Regions from separate parts of the Mus musculus genome. Here region 1 is linked to region 2. A link is a contact called in public Hi-C data. All regions are on one chromosome and are shown on one strand. Each heading gives the region's core, a stretch centred on a gene start, on an enhancer-like site or on the middle of the called end of the contact. The rest is flanking DNA. Distances are from core to core; before and after follow the strand shown. Region 1 has its middle 83 kb from the start of Gm22633. Region 2 has its middle 56 kb from the start of Gm30974.

The links. Hi-C and Micro-C count contacts between places; a contact is called where the count stands out from the background.
Region 1: a contact with region 2 is called in a Hi-C map of muscle stem cells, with 1.5 times the contacts expected there. The contact joins two enhancer-like sites. A contact is called at or near these places in 2 of 484 Hi-C or Micro-C datasets (granulosa cells and muscle stem cells).

What each region holds. Positions count from the first base shown.
Region 1 is chr1:12,288,104-12,294,993 of GRCm38.p6, forward strand. No RefSeq gene overlaps it. Among named protein-coding and RNA genes, the nearest start is that of Gm22633, 83 kb to the right of the region's middle. Within about 2 kb of position 3,923, at least 14 of the 459 cell types and tissues checked have an H3K27ac peak or open chromatin away from gene starts, as enhancers often do. A contact at or near this core is called in granulosa cells and muscle stem cells, where this site is marked.
Region 2 is chr1:12,113,938-12,120,125 of GRCm38.p6, forward strand. No RefSeq gene overlaps it. Among named protein-coding and RNA genes, the nearest start is that of Gm30974, 56 kb to the left of the region's middle. Within about 2 kb of position 3,559, at least 6 of the 459 cell types and tissues checked have an H3K27ac peak or open chromatin away from gene starts, as enhancers often do. A contact at or near this core is called in granulosa cells and muscle stem cells, where this site is marked.

The sequences.
Region 1 (6,890 bases), core at 2,673-5,172, 170 kb after region 2:
GATGAATATAAAACTTCCTAAGATACTTAATCCTCTTTAAACAACCATGTTTCTTCTAGGTACTGATAGTTTAAGTGCTTACCAATGTGCCAGTATAGACTTGTGTACAAAAAATTCAAAATAAACTTAATTATGCTCTGATCATATCATTTTAACTAATGAAATACTAAAGGAATATGTTAAGTAAAGGGTTTAACAAAGATTTCAGAGAATAATATTATATAGTTGAAAAAATGTTTTTGTTTGTTTTTTTTAATGTGAAGGAATGATCCTGGTGAAAGACTTGGAGAATTAAACAGAAATGTCTTAAGTACACTCCACTTTGCCAGCTCTGCACAGTAACATATAATTCTAGGTTAGAATATGAAAAGAAGCTCAGCCTGTTCTTAAGAAGCATTAAAGTGGGGAAAAGAGAAGAGTTAGTGAAACTTAGTTCACAATACTTACATTATCTTTATCTGTCTAAGTAAACCTCCTACATATATCTTCTACATGTATCAGTGTGACAGTAATTAGATGAGAGAAGTTCTGAGAGTGTTTTGTCACCCCACTGCCAACTCACACATGATGTCATAAATTAGGTTAAGTTTAAAGTACAAAGTGCAGCAGTTAGTTGTGTGAAGCTCCTTAGTGAGTGGTGTTTTGAGTAACCCTCCCCGACATATGCAGCTGCAGCACCTGAGCTATAAGAACCAATATTTGACTCCTTGTCAGTATGACCTGTGATGGATAATTCTTCCCGGTAAAGAATAACTACTTTATAACTTGTTCTGAGTCAAGGTTTCACTCCATCTGGTACATTTATTGCATCGGCTCTTCTCCATTTTTAAAAAGCAATCTCTGTGGAGGGGTTAGTACCTGCTACCACAGATGGCCTGCCTGAAAGACTAGGCAACCTGTGAGAAGCACCTGAAAAAATGTTCAACATCCTTAATCATCAGGGAAATGCAAATAAAAACAACCTTGAGATTCCACCTCACACCAGTCAGAATGGCTAAGATCAAAAATTCAGGTGACAGAAGATGCTAGCAAGGATGTGGAGAAAGAGGAACACTCCTCCACTGCTGGTGGGATTGCAAGCTTGTATGACCACTCTGGAAGTCAGTGTGGAGGTTCCTCAGAAAATTTGACATAATACTACCGGAAGATCCAGCAATACCTCTCCTGGGTATATATCCAGAAGAAGTTCCAACTGGTAATAAGAACACATGTTCCACTATGTTCATAGCAGCCTTATTTATAATAGCCAGAAGCTGGAAAGAACCCAGATGTCCCTCAACAGAAGAATGGACACAAAAAATGGGGTACATTTACACAATGGAGTAATACTCAGCTATTAAAAACAATGGATTTATGAAATTCTTGGACAAGTGGATGTATCTGGAAGATATCATCCTTAGTGAGGTAACCCAATCACAAAAGATATGTACTCACTGATAAGTGGATATTAGCCCAGAAACTTTGAATATCCAAGATACAATTTGCAAAACACAAGAAAATCAAGAAGAGGGAAGACCAATGGGTGGATACTTCATTCCTCCTTAGAATAGGGAACAAAATACTCATGAAAGGAGTTACAGAGACAAAGTTTAGAGCTAAGATGAAAGGATGGACTATCCAGAGACTACCCCACCCGGGGATCCATCCCATAATAAGCCACCAAACCCAGAAACTATTGCATATACCAGAAAGATTTTGCTGAAGGAACCCTGTTATACCTGTCTCGTATGAGGCTATGCCAGTACCTGGCAAATACAGAAGTGGATGCACACAGTCATCTATAAGATGGAACACAGGGCCCCCAGTGGAGAAGCTAGAGAAAGCACCCAAGGAGCTGAAGGGATCTGCAACCCTATAGGTGGAACAACAATATGAACTAACCAGTACCCCCAGAGCTCATATCTCTAGCTGCACATGTAGCAGAAGATGGCCTAGCCGGCCATCACTGGGAAGAGAGGCCCCTTGTTATTGCAAACCTTATATACTTCAGTACAAGGAAATACCAGGGCCAAGAAGTGGGAGTGGGTGGGTAGGAGAGCAGGTCAGAAGGAGGGTATAGGGAAATTTCGGGATAGCATTTGAGAGACGAAAGGATGGACCATCTAGAGACTGCCAGACCCAGGGATTCATCCCATAATCAGCCTCCAGACACTGACACCATTGCATACACTAGCAAGATTTTTGTTGAAAAGACCCAGATATAGCTGTCCCTTGTGAGGCTATGCCAGGGCCTAGCAAACACAGAAGTGGATGCTCACAGTCAGCTATTGGATGGATCACAGGGCCCCCAATGGAGGAGCTAGAGAAAGTACCCAAGGAGCTAAAGGAGTCTGCAACCCTAGAGGTGGAACAACAATATGAACTAACCAGTACCCCCCCAGAGCTCGTGTCTCTAGCTGCATATGTATCAGAAGATGGACTAGTCGGCCATCATTGGGAAGAGAGGCCCATTGGTCTAGCAAACTTTATATGCTTTAGTACAGGGGAACACCAGGCCCAAGAAGTGGGAGTGGGTGGGTAGGGGAGTGGGGGGGATGGTATGGGGGACTTTTGGTATAGCATTGGAAATGTAAATGAAGAAAATACCTAATTAAAAAAATTTTTTTAAAATCACAATAAGATGCAAATAAAACAGGATTAAAAAAAAAAAAAGACTAGGCAGCCTGGTTGAAAAGTCAACAGTCAACAGACTCTTTTTAGCTTGATAGGTAAGTAGGTATTGACAAGCCCTTTACAAGCCAATACATAGAAAATATAACAAATCTCCTATGATAGGTGCTGCCTTTGCCTTTTGGGGATGTGTACTTTCTTCTGTCCAAGCATCTTGACCCATGTCAAAGAGGAGCAGAATTAAACTCCCTCTCTGTGGCATTCAAATCTGATATGGGAAGCACGGGACACATGCTAGATTACACACTTCCCCAGGGTTCGCCACCATGAACTAGGAGGTACGAACATTGCCTGTCTTTGGGTATTAAAATCATATCTAACACTGACAAACACAGTCTCTTCAGAGGGAGGAAGACCAAGCCCCTCTCTACAGGGAGTGTGAAGCCATATAAACCCAGGAAGAGAAAAAAACTCTGACTTTGTTTGAGGACCAAGATTAGCTCTGCCACTACCCTCTTTGGGTCTAACAGAATCCCTGGCCCCATTTTTGGTATTTTTCCCTGATTTGCTTTGTGGAAACAAGAGCTATACATCAGTTATCACATGAAGCAGCATATGTGAAGACAGTTGCATAAAGGAATCATTAACTCATCCCACTATTGAAAATTAATATCACCAGAAGTAATTCTTCTTATAGTATCAAACATTAAAGTCCTTTCAAGTCTCCATAGAATGTTGAGAAGGGAAAAAATGAAAACCTCAGAATGGAAACCTCTAGCTGAGCATTAAAATGAGAATGTGGAAGCAAACAGACTGCATCATTTCTTTTGCATTATTTCTGCCACTTGGAGCCAAGAATATGGAGCTGAATCAATATGTGCACACTCCCTAAGTCCTGGAAACATGGACCAAGGAAAAGCTATAGCACAGGGTTCTCTGGGTAAGCACCACAGCATGTGCCTACATATTAAATTGAAAACTACCCTTAACAAGTCTGTCATAGTTATTATTTTCTCTATAATTCACTTGGGTTTTGGTACTTAAACAAGCCATTCAGTGTTTAACTGAAGACAGATTCTGGTCACCACCTTTCCCATGTATATAAAAACAAATCCAATTCTTTGTAGAACTTTTCTGTGATTCATCCTCTCTTCTGGCAATGCCTCAAAGTCTATGACCTTGCTTGAGACTTCTGATGTGTCACAACTCACTACAAATTCACAAAAGACCCAGACAATCAGCCAGCAGTTTACAGTGTCATCAGGGAAAACCCTGTGGAGTGTTATGGGAACCATGGGGAGGAGGCAGCGGTCTTCTGGAATGCAGGGAAGGTCCAAGAAGGCCTGTGACAGCTGCATCTTCCTGTGACAGCAGGAGCAGTGCAGTGCCCTTCCCCAACTTTCAATTTCTCTTCCCTTTCTTATCTCCATTTGAAACTGGGGACCCTTGGAGTATTGCATGACTCCTCTGTGCCAAGAATTGGAATCAGAAAGTATTGACTTAAAGTCCAAGAGCAGGTAAGGAAAGCTGCGGCATGAAAACCACATTTTATAGAAAACTGGAACCGGATGAAACAATATGCAAAGCAAGATGACCAGAAGAGAGAATGTCTGTTTTATATTCCTGCGTAGCATTTACATTTTTTGTTCCAAAACCACTTTTTAAACATTATTAATTCTGAAGGTATCGCATAGGTCCAGGAACAGTGCCAGCTTTTCGGGGCATGGAGCTGTGAAGCTCCACTATGCAGGTTTTTAATCATTTCAATTCCAACATTAACTTTCCACAGACTGTTCACGTTAGTGACTGCTAATTAACATTAGCTGATCGGGGAAAGGCAGGTTTACAGATGATCATGTTGTTTTCAAGCACAAGCCCTTAAAAAAAGTTTAATGGTGGAAACAAAAGGCATCTAAGAACAGAAGCTTCTGGAAGAACATCTTGTTCTTGCCTCTCCTGGGTCATGCCTTCCTGTCTGGCCTTCTGTTTAAGAGCCATGTTTCTGAAGACATAACTGTGGACAGTTTTGCCCGTGGCTGTGAGGTGATTGGAGATGCAAGCTCTGGCACAACACTTGATCTTTGACCTCTTGGTGCTTGGCTTCTTGCCAATAGTAACTGGCAAGTAGTGTGATGGTGGTCAATCTCAGGCACCAGAGTGCTGCTGCAGAGGAGCCATTACTGTTCTTCACAACAGCAGCTTTGCATCAAGAGCAGTGAGGAGGACCAGAATCAGCACACCTCAGGGGTCACAAACCCATTTCCTTTCATGATGTCAGTAACAAGCATGGGCAACAGCAGAAATCCGCCATGTTTACTTTCCCCAAAGCAATAAATGTGCACGTGTGCATATGCTACCAAAGCTGAACTAGGGACCAATGGAGCAAGCTCATGCTAGGGCCTTCAGCCTTTATATTTTTGTTGTTTTAAGGCTAGAAAGATAAAACCATCAGGATGGCTCAGTGTAAAAAGCACTTGTGTTAACCCTCAGAACTTACTTAAGAGCTGGGCAGGCATTACAGATGCTTATACTAGTTGTATTGGTAAGTTCTGAGTTCAAGTGGGAGACCCTGCCTCAGTAAAGAAAGAAAGATTCCTGGCATCAGTTTGAGGCCTCTGTATTCACAATACATATACATATACCCACACATATACACATGTAAGCCCACCTACATGTGACCACACAGACATACACATATTATATGCACATACACAAAAAGTAAAATAAAGGCCAGAAAAGTTTGCTACATATACTGAGTGAATATTCCTAGTTTCAGTTATTTTTGTTCATTGCCTTTTCATCTGGGACATTATTAAAACATTCTTTGCTACATGCAATAATTTCAGGGTTGCCACTTTACAAAGAGGAGTCTAAGTGATATCTAAAAGTGACTCCCATTTCTGCTAATTCTAAACATTACCCATATATGTTAAGTTCACTCTGTGGTCAAAGAAAGGGTAAATCGCCATGCCTTGTTACACAAATTCCTGGAAGAATGGTGCATGCACAAATTGTTTCTGTGATACCATATGAGCAAAGAATGAGAAGAAAGTGGTAAGAACAGAAATGGACAGACCTAAGGTGGAGGGAGTATCGTAGAAGGATGAGAAAAAGGAAACAAAATAAAGAACAAATAGGAGCAAACTCAGTTATCCATACAAGACTTACAAGAAACGAAGATCAAGGTGAAGGGATATTTCTGTATAGGAGGAAAGAGCCTATAGGACCTGATTAGCTCTCGAAAACAGAAAAGCTTCCAACATCATCTCTAAGTTGCTTTCTGCTAAAACCTGTATTTAAGTATCCTGCAGAAGGCTGGCTTTATTTAAATTCATTGTAGTCATCTTTGCCCAGTCACCCTTGCATGCCCAAAACAGTTGCAGGTACTATGCATATACTCTGTACCTCTGCCTCTCACACATGCTCTCTTCCTAGTATCTACTTGGTATGGAACAGAGTAAATGAAGTCCTGAGGAAAGGTTACATAGTTGACATACACATGGTCATGCAAAGAACCTCAGAGCCTCAGACACACTGAGGCATGGCAAAGCCTACCCTGTGAGGTGATACACACAGGGAAATGGCAAAAACCTTTCCCTAGGGACCCAATATTAGTGTTGGCTCTGTGGGCAGAAAACAAACATCATAGCCTTTTGTCTCCAGATATCTGTGGCCTAAAGATTGCTCTAATACATAGATGGTTCCTACTGAGATTAGCTAAACCTAACTGTTTGATCCAGACATACACTATAAACCCTGTCTGCTCATTTATCTATATTAATAACACCAGACATCTTGCTCAGCTGCATGTAATAACACCCACCCCTCTGTTCAACTGTACATAATAAAGTTTCTGAGTGCTGTGATTTTTCCAGCAGTGAGCCAGACCTCTTGATCCCAGCTTTCTGGCTGACTTTCTGTGATTTTCTTTGTTCCCTCACTGCCCCAGTCATTTCTGTCACTGGAGGCCTTGAATAAGTATGGCACTATTCTTTGGAACATACCATTTGTTGCTAAAGCCTAGGCAAGGCTTCAGTAGATGGTTAGGACAGGACAGACATGTCCACTTTCTTTTATTACAGGATCACATGACTTGTTTGGCAGTCACTGTGTGACTGAATTATGACATATACATATTTCTAGTGTCAACTCTTTGTAGACAAATTGCTGAAAATGTTTGATAATCTTCCATCAAGATTAAGCTGAAACACTCTTAGGGTTAGTGCCAACTGTGGTTTCTGGTTGACACTGCTTGGTAATACCACGAAGGGTCTTTGTTT
Region 2 (6,188 bases), core at 2,309-4,808:
TAACAGTCAAAAGATAGCAAAGTAGTGCCTTACCTTTATATTCCAGGGAGGAAGAAAACAGCCATGACAGACAGACCCCAGCAGCATACTGGGTGGGTATATTACAAATGTTGGAAACTTAAAGATAATTGATCTTGAATGTATCCAAGTATGATGGTTCAGTATAAAATACTAGCAAAAATGAGTGAAGTTCATTTGTTCTGAATTTAATCTTCTTTTCTTCTTCTTCTTCTTCTTCTTCTTCTTCTTCTTCTTCTTCTTCTTCTTCTTCTTCTTCTTCTTCTTCTTCTTCTTCTTCATCATCATCTAGCATTCTTTTCCAGAAGGGAAAAAGAATGCATCTAAAAGAAAATGAAAGTAAATGGGACAAACTGCACATAGATGATCCTTCTCTTCAGGCACATGTTTGCAAGCCAGCTGTTTGTAATAAGGCTGGGCTTTAAGTTGATTCATTATTTTATTCACTGCTTTCCTTTTGAAAATATTTACATGAAGTAGTGTGAAAATGAATCCAGATGTAGTTGCTTCTTCAACGTTATTGGGAATGTTTGAGCAAATGGAAGATAGATCATTTGATTATAAAAATAACTCAGAATTCTTTTCATGTTTGGAAATATCTGAAACAGTGTCACGTCAAGAGTCAAAATGGAATGCAGGAGACAATTCTGGTCTTTAGAACAGTGGGCTCACGCATTGTCAGCGTCACTATTTATTGGAGATTTGTGGATCAATGTATGGTCATATAATTTAATAGCCCATGGTGGGGGTGTCACTGTCATGAGTGCCTAGCTCTCATGAGGATGCAACAACAACTCTCTTTATACTGCATAAAAAGATTATGGGACTTTACAGTAATTAAAGAGAGCATTTATTTAATTATAGCTATTTTCACAATAATTTTAGAGGAAATACTCTGCAATTACATAAACACTGAATATAATACCTTAATTTGCATAGCTTGTGGTTAAACCTATACTCTAAAATAAACCAGAACGATAATTATATATACTTTTGAAGTTAACACCTCATATTTTTACTATACATAACCATCTATCATTTTATTTGTAAATATTTTAGTATAACACTTTTTAGCCATAAATATATAGTATTTAATATATTTGAGGAATAATTACTTATATTTTCTTACCCTTTTGAAATATCTACATAATTTAATGTGGTTAATAACTTGGAAGAACATGACAGGCAACACCTTTCAAATCTTTATTGTTAAATTGTGTTTGAAGTTCAGTGTGAAATGTGCTGCTTACTGTTTGGAATTTGTGTGGCTCCAGTCCAAGGACCTGTCATTCTCTTTGAACTGTAATGGAGATACTTACACCATTTAACCACTGACATGGTTGGTTGGCTCAGCACCCATTACTAATACATCTCATACTTTACTTTCTAGAATTCATACTTTTATAACTGCAAGATCACAGAACCTTTTGGAAGTGTCTATAATATACAGGGGCTCTTCAAGAACTTGAGGAACATTTTTCACCTTAAAAATAAGAGTTCCTGGAGATAGATGTATTTTGTTGAAAATTTTGTATCTTCCAGAGTACAATATGCTAATGGATATGCATACAGAGTAGAATTTATTGTGATCAAATCATGAGAAGGTCTTCCCTTGCATCAAGCATGAGTATGTTTTATGTAAATGAACCTTTCACACTCCTGCAGTTAGATAAAAATATTTAGTGATTGCTGTAACCAAGGTTACCAGGAGCAGCCTCCACCATGTGTTTCTGCTGCTTCTGCACTCTCTTCCCATCTTGCTCTTATTTACTTTCCCCAAACTCTAGTACACTACTCCACTCTATTTGCCCATGACAAGACATCTGAGTCTTCACAAATTATTAAAAGCAAGTATTTTTTTGTCTTTTTTGATCATCTTATTTGTACATTTCAGTTTTTAAAAACCTGAATCTTTGATGCATCAACCTTCATTGCTCACACCATATGGCCAAGGGCATCACAAGCAATCTGCTAAGAACTCTGTTCTCTGAGAACTCACAAACTCTAAGCAGAAATGGGATCCTCATATCATCAAATACGTTTAAAAAGGGATATAAAGGTGTATCAAAAAGTAAGCCAGTTCAGAAAAGGACAAAACACTAAAACTGTTAAGCAGTAGACAAGAAACACAAGGGTTTACGTGTCTTTTGCTTTCTAACACTCTCTCTAGGTAAAGTTTATCTTGCTTCCTTCTTCATCAGGAAACTAGAAACATTAAAGTACTTCTATTAAGCATCTAGCCCTTCTCCTCACCTCTACATCCTTTGCTACCAACTCCACCTAACCACTGGATATTAGTGATCACATTGCCCACATCTTGATCCAAGGCAAACTCTACCACTTCTTCTGCAATAGTAGTTTTTTATAAGTCAAGCTTTGTTGTAGCTAGTATCTTGTCTTCTGAGGTTGATGCTATAAGAGTAAACTGTCACTATGTAGACCTTATTTATATCCTAAAGTCATGAGACTCCAGAGAATATGTCAAAAGTTTTTAGTAATACTAAACCAAGCCAAACTATTTTACAATCTGAAACAGTTGACAGTTAAATAATAGAAATAGTTAGTATAGATCCATTTAACTCCAATCTCAGATATAGGTATAAAATAATAGTAACACTTTAGCATTTGTGGTGCATTAACACAAACGCTAAGATTTTTACATGGAATCTCTACTACTATTTCACTATTAAAAAGGAAGAACAGAAAGACAAAGATACTTGCCCAGTTAACACAACTATCCAAATCCTTCGTTTCTTTAATTTAGCTATTTGATACTATTTTCTTTAAATTCCCATTGTAATAGCTTTCTCTGTCATTAGAGCTGAAGGTGTCAATAGGACTCAAAATATGTTGAATATTAAAACTTACACCCCAGAACATGTGTCAGCACCCCACGCCTCCAACCCCTTCTTCCTTTCTTCTCCCTTCCTGATCCACTCTTCTCTCAGAGTAAGGAAGGGATTTGTGTCTACATGGGCAGTCCAACCTGCACAGAGATGTTTGGAAGACCAGAGCTTGGTAATTATGCTTTCCTGTGTCTTCTGGAAATTATATTGGTTAATCAATGCAACTGTTCCCTAAATCCAAACTGTTATTACTGATGAACTAAATATCACAGCTTAGCATTATTAGGGGGTCTCTCCTATGTAATACGAAAGAGGATAATGCAGCTGTCCCATGGTTTTTTTTGGAATTCCACAGACCCACAAGAAGATTGGCAGAACCCCATGAGGAAACTCATTCACAAAGAAGCCCTGCATTTTTTAGATTCTTTATTGGTCATGTAAGTGAGGCTCAATCTAAACAAAGACATGTAAGAAATATAATCAGCGAAAATGAGTCAGAAAGTCTGTACTTCAATTCTAACTGTGCTCATCATCTGGCCATGGGTAGGTTAATTATCACTTTAGGCCCCAGGATCTCTCAGCAAAATTAGCTCCAGAGTGATTCAAGTATGACATTCAATAATGAGACATAGCCCAGTAGTCATGGCCGTGTGGGCATCACGCCCTAAATTCTAACAAGTTTTGCTTATTTTTTTTATAAATGAAACAAGATTTTTAAAAGCAGAGGTCTCTTAAAGGCCACTCAGAGCAGCTAAGAAACAATGTGTCATATGGTAGACATCAAAACAATGAGTCACTTTACTTAAAAGAGAAAACTGGCAAATCAATTTTTGTGCTTCATATTTATAAAGCAACTAATTAGTAGACACTTTAGAGTTTTTAATTTATTGAACAATGTACAGTCTTTCACAGAGTAGGGGGAGAATTGCTAGCCTGGAATAACGTATAATCTTTTGAGTCACTATGATTTTTTTCTTACTTTAAAGCGAAACAAGCAATGGAAAAATGAAACCTCCAAGTAATCTTACGATGGTCCCCATTGCTTCTGTTCCTTTTACAGGCATTTTTTGCCAACATTCAAGACAAGATTATCAAATTAAATTTTACTTAATAAATTGGCCAACACTGCCTCTGGCTATTGTATAAAATATTCCCTTGTTCATTATTTAGTTCTTTGGTGCTTGCTAGAAATGTTTACACCCCCCTACTCTTGTTTGTAATGAACCATAAAAGAAAAGTCTTTGCAAAAGTTATTGATGTTATGTCATTGCTGCATACATACGAAGATGGTCTACCAGCTTTGTGTGTATGGTGACAGGCATCGCTATACATTTTTATATTCTGCTGTAACAAAATGTTTTCTATGTGAGATTAAAATTGCATTATAGGAGGGCTAAAGAGAGGGCTCAGTAAGTGGTTCAGAGTTCTGGCTGCTCCAGATGACAATGGTCATATCAAGGACAGAGGAAAGTTCTACACTGCAATTACTTCAAATATTTACCACAGTCTGGCTTGGTTTGCACTGGACCTAGGATTGATTTCCATCACTCACATGGAGGCTCACAACTGTCTGAAATGCCAGGTACAGGAGATCTAATCATCTCTTCTGGGCACTTTAGGCACTGCCCGCATGTGATGCTTAGGTTCACATGCAGCCTAGCACCAACACACATAAAATAAAGTAAGTATATTTAAAAATATGTTCTGAAATAAAAGTTTGGTTGTATCTGAATACAGCTCTTTATATAATATGGAAATTATTTGAAACTCTTACTTTGAAAAAAATTGAAGTCAATTTCCCTCTCATTGAGATTGAGGCACATACAGTGATTTGTTTCCAACATATACAATAAGGCAAAAATAACTAGCATACCCAGAAACTTGGCCAGTGAAGGAGCACATTACCGAGATGAACGTGGACTCCTCTAGGAGGTCGCTACAATACCAAATGTCACACTCCCAATCAATATTTTCTCCTCAAATACTTTAGCATTCCCATGATTATGTAGCCAGGCAAGAAGGAGCAGCAGTTTTCAGGGACAGACTTCTCGAGATTTTGTTCCTCTCTTTTTTCCCCTAAGAAGGGATGTATGCAGCTCTAATACCATAGGTCTGGCTAGCTGTTGTATCATGTGTTGAGTTTCTTTTCATAACAGTCCCCACAACAACTATGCTCCAGATGACAATGGTCATATCAAGGACAGAGGAAAGTTCTACACTGCAATTACTTCAAATATTTACCACTGTCTAACTTGGTTTGCACTGGCTAAACAAGCAACATAAAAATCCTTGCTCAGCTGTGTGCTACAAAGCACAGGACTGGAGAAGTGACCCAAGCCCTTGGAGGAGCCCAAAAGATCATGAGTTGGATCCCAGACATTGGACAGTTGGAGTTTAATTTTTGCTTTTGATTGTGACTGTGCCCTGATATTTTTCCCTCTTGAAGGAAGAAAGTATTTTAGTGGAGCCCACAGTTAAGAGACTTTGAATTTTAAAAGAGATTGAATATTTTAAGGAGATTGAAATTTTAAGAATATGTAAAGACTGTAGGACTTTGAAAGTTATTTAGATCTTGGGGCTGAATAAGTAACTAAGGGTTGAGGCTTACTAGTGATGTGTTTGTGTGTCAAGTTGACAAGGGGTCAATTGTACTGGCTGGTTTTGTGTCAACTTGACACAGGCTGGAGTTATCACAGAGAAAGGAGCTTCAGTTGAGAAAATGCCTCCATGAGATCCAGCTGTAAGGCATTTTCCCAACTAGTGATCAAGGGTGGAGGACCCATTGTGGGTGGGACCATCTCTGGGCTGGTAGTCTTGGGTTCTATAAGAGAGCAGGCTGAGCAAGCCAGGGGAGGCAAGCCAGTAAAGAACATCTCTCCATGGCCTCTGCATCAGCTCCTGCTTCCTGCCCTGTGTGAGTTCCAGTCCTGACTTCCTTCAGTGATGAACAACAATGTGGAAATGTAAGATGAATAAACCCTTTCCTCCCCCCCCCCAAAAAAAATCCTTGCTCTTAGAGTATACATCTGTTAAAGAATGAAAAAAATTAATAAGAAAAATATTGTATACGTAAAATAGAAACAAGTTAATAGTGCGCACATATGTAAAATATTAAGTGAAGGTAAGTACTATGAAAAATTTAAGTGAAATCGTCCTAATAGAAATTGAAAATATAATAAATATCAATGGTTAGAGATTGTGAGTAGGAGGGAATGATGAGGACAGGATGGTTAATAGATAATAGCTACAGCTGGAGTGGAAAAATAACTTCTGCTGTTCTGTTGCACTGTCAAGTGACAGCAGGTAGTAATAACATAGTAAGAA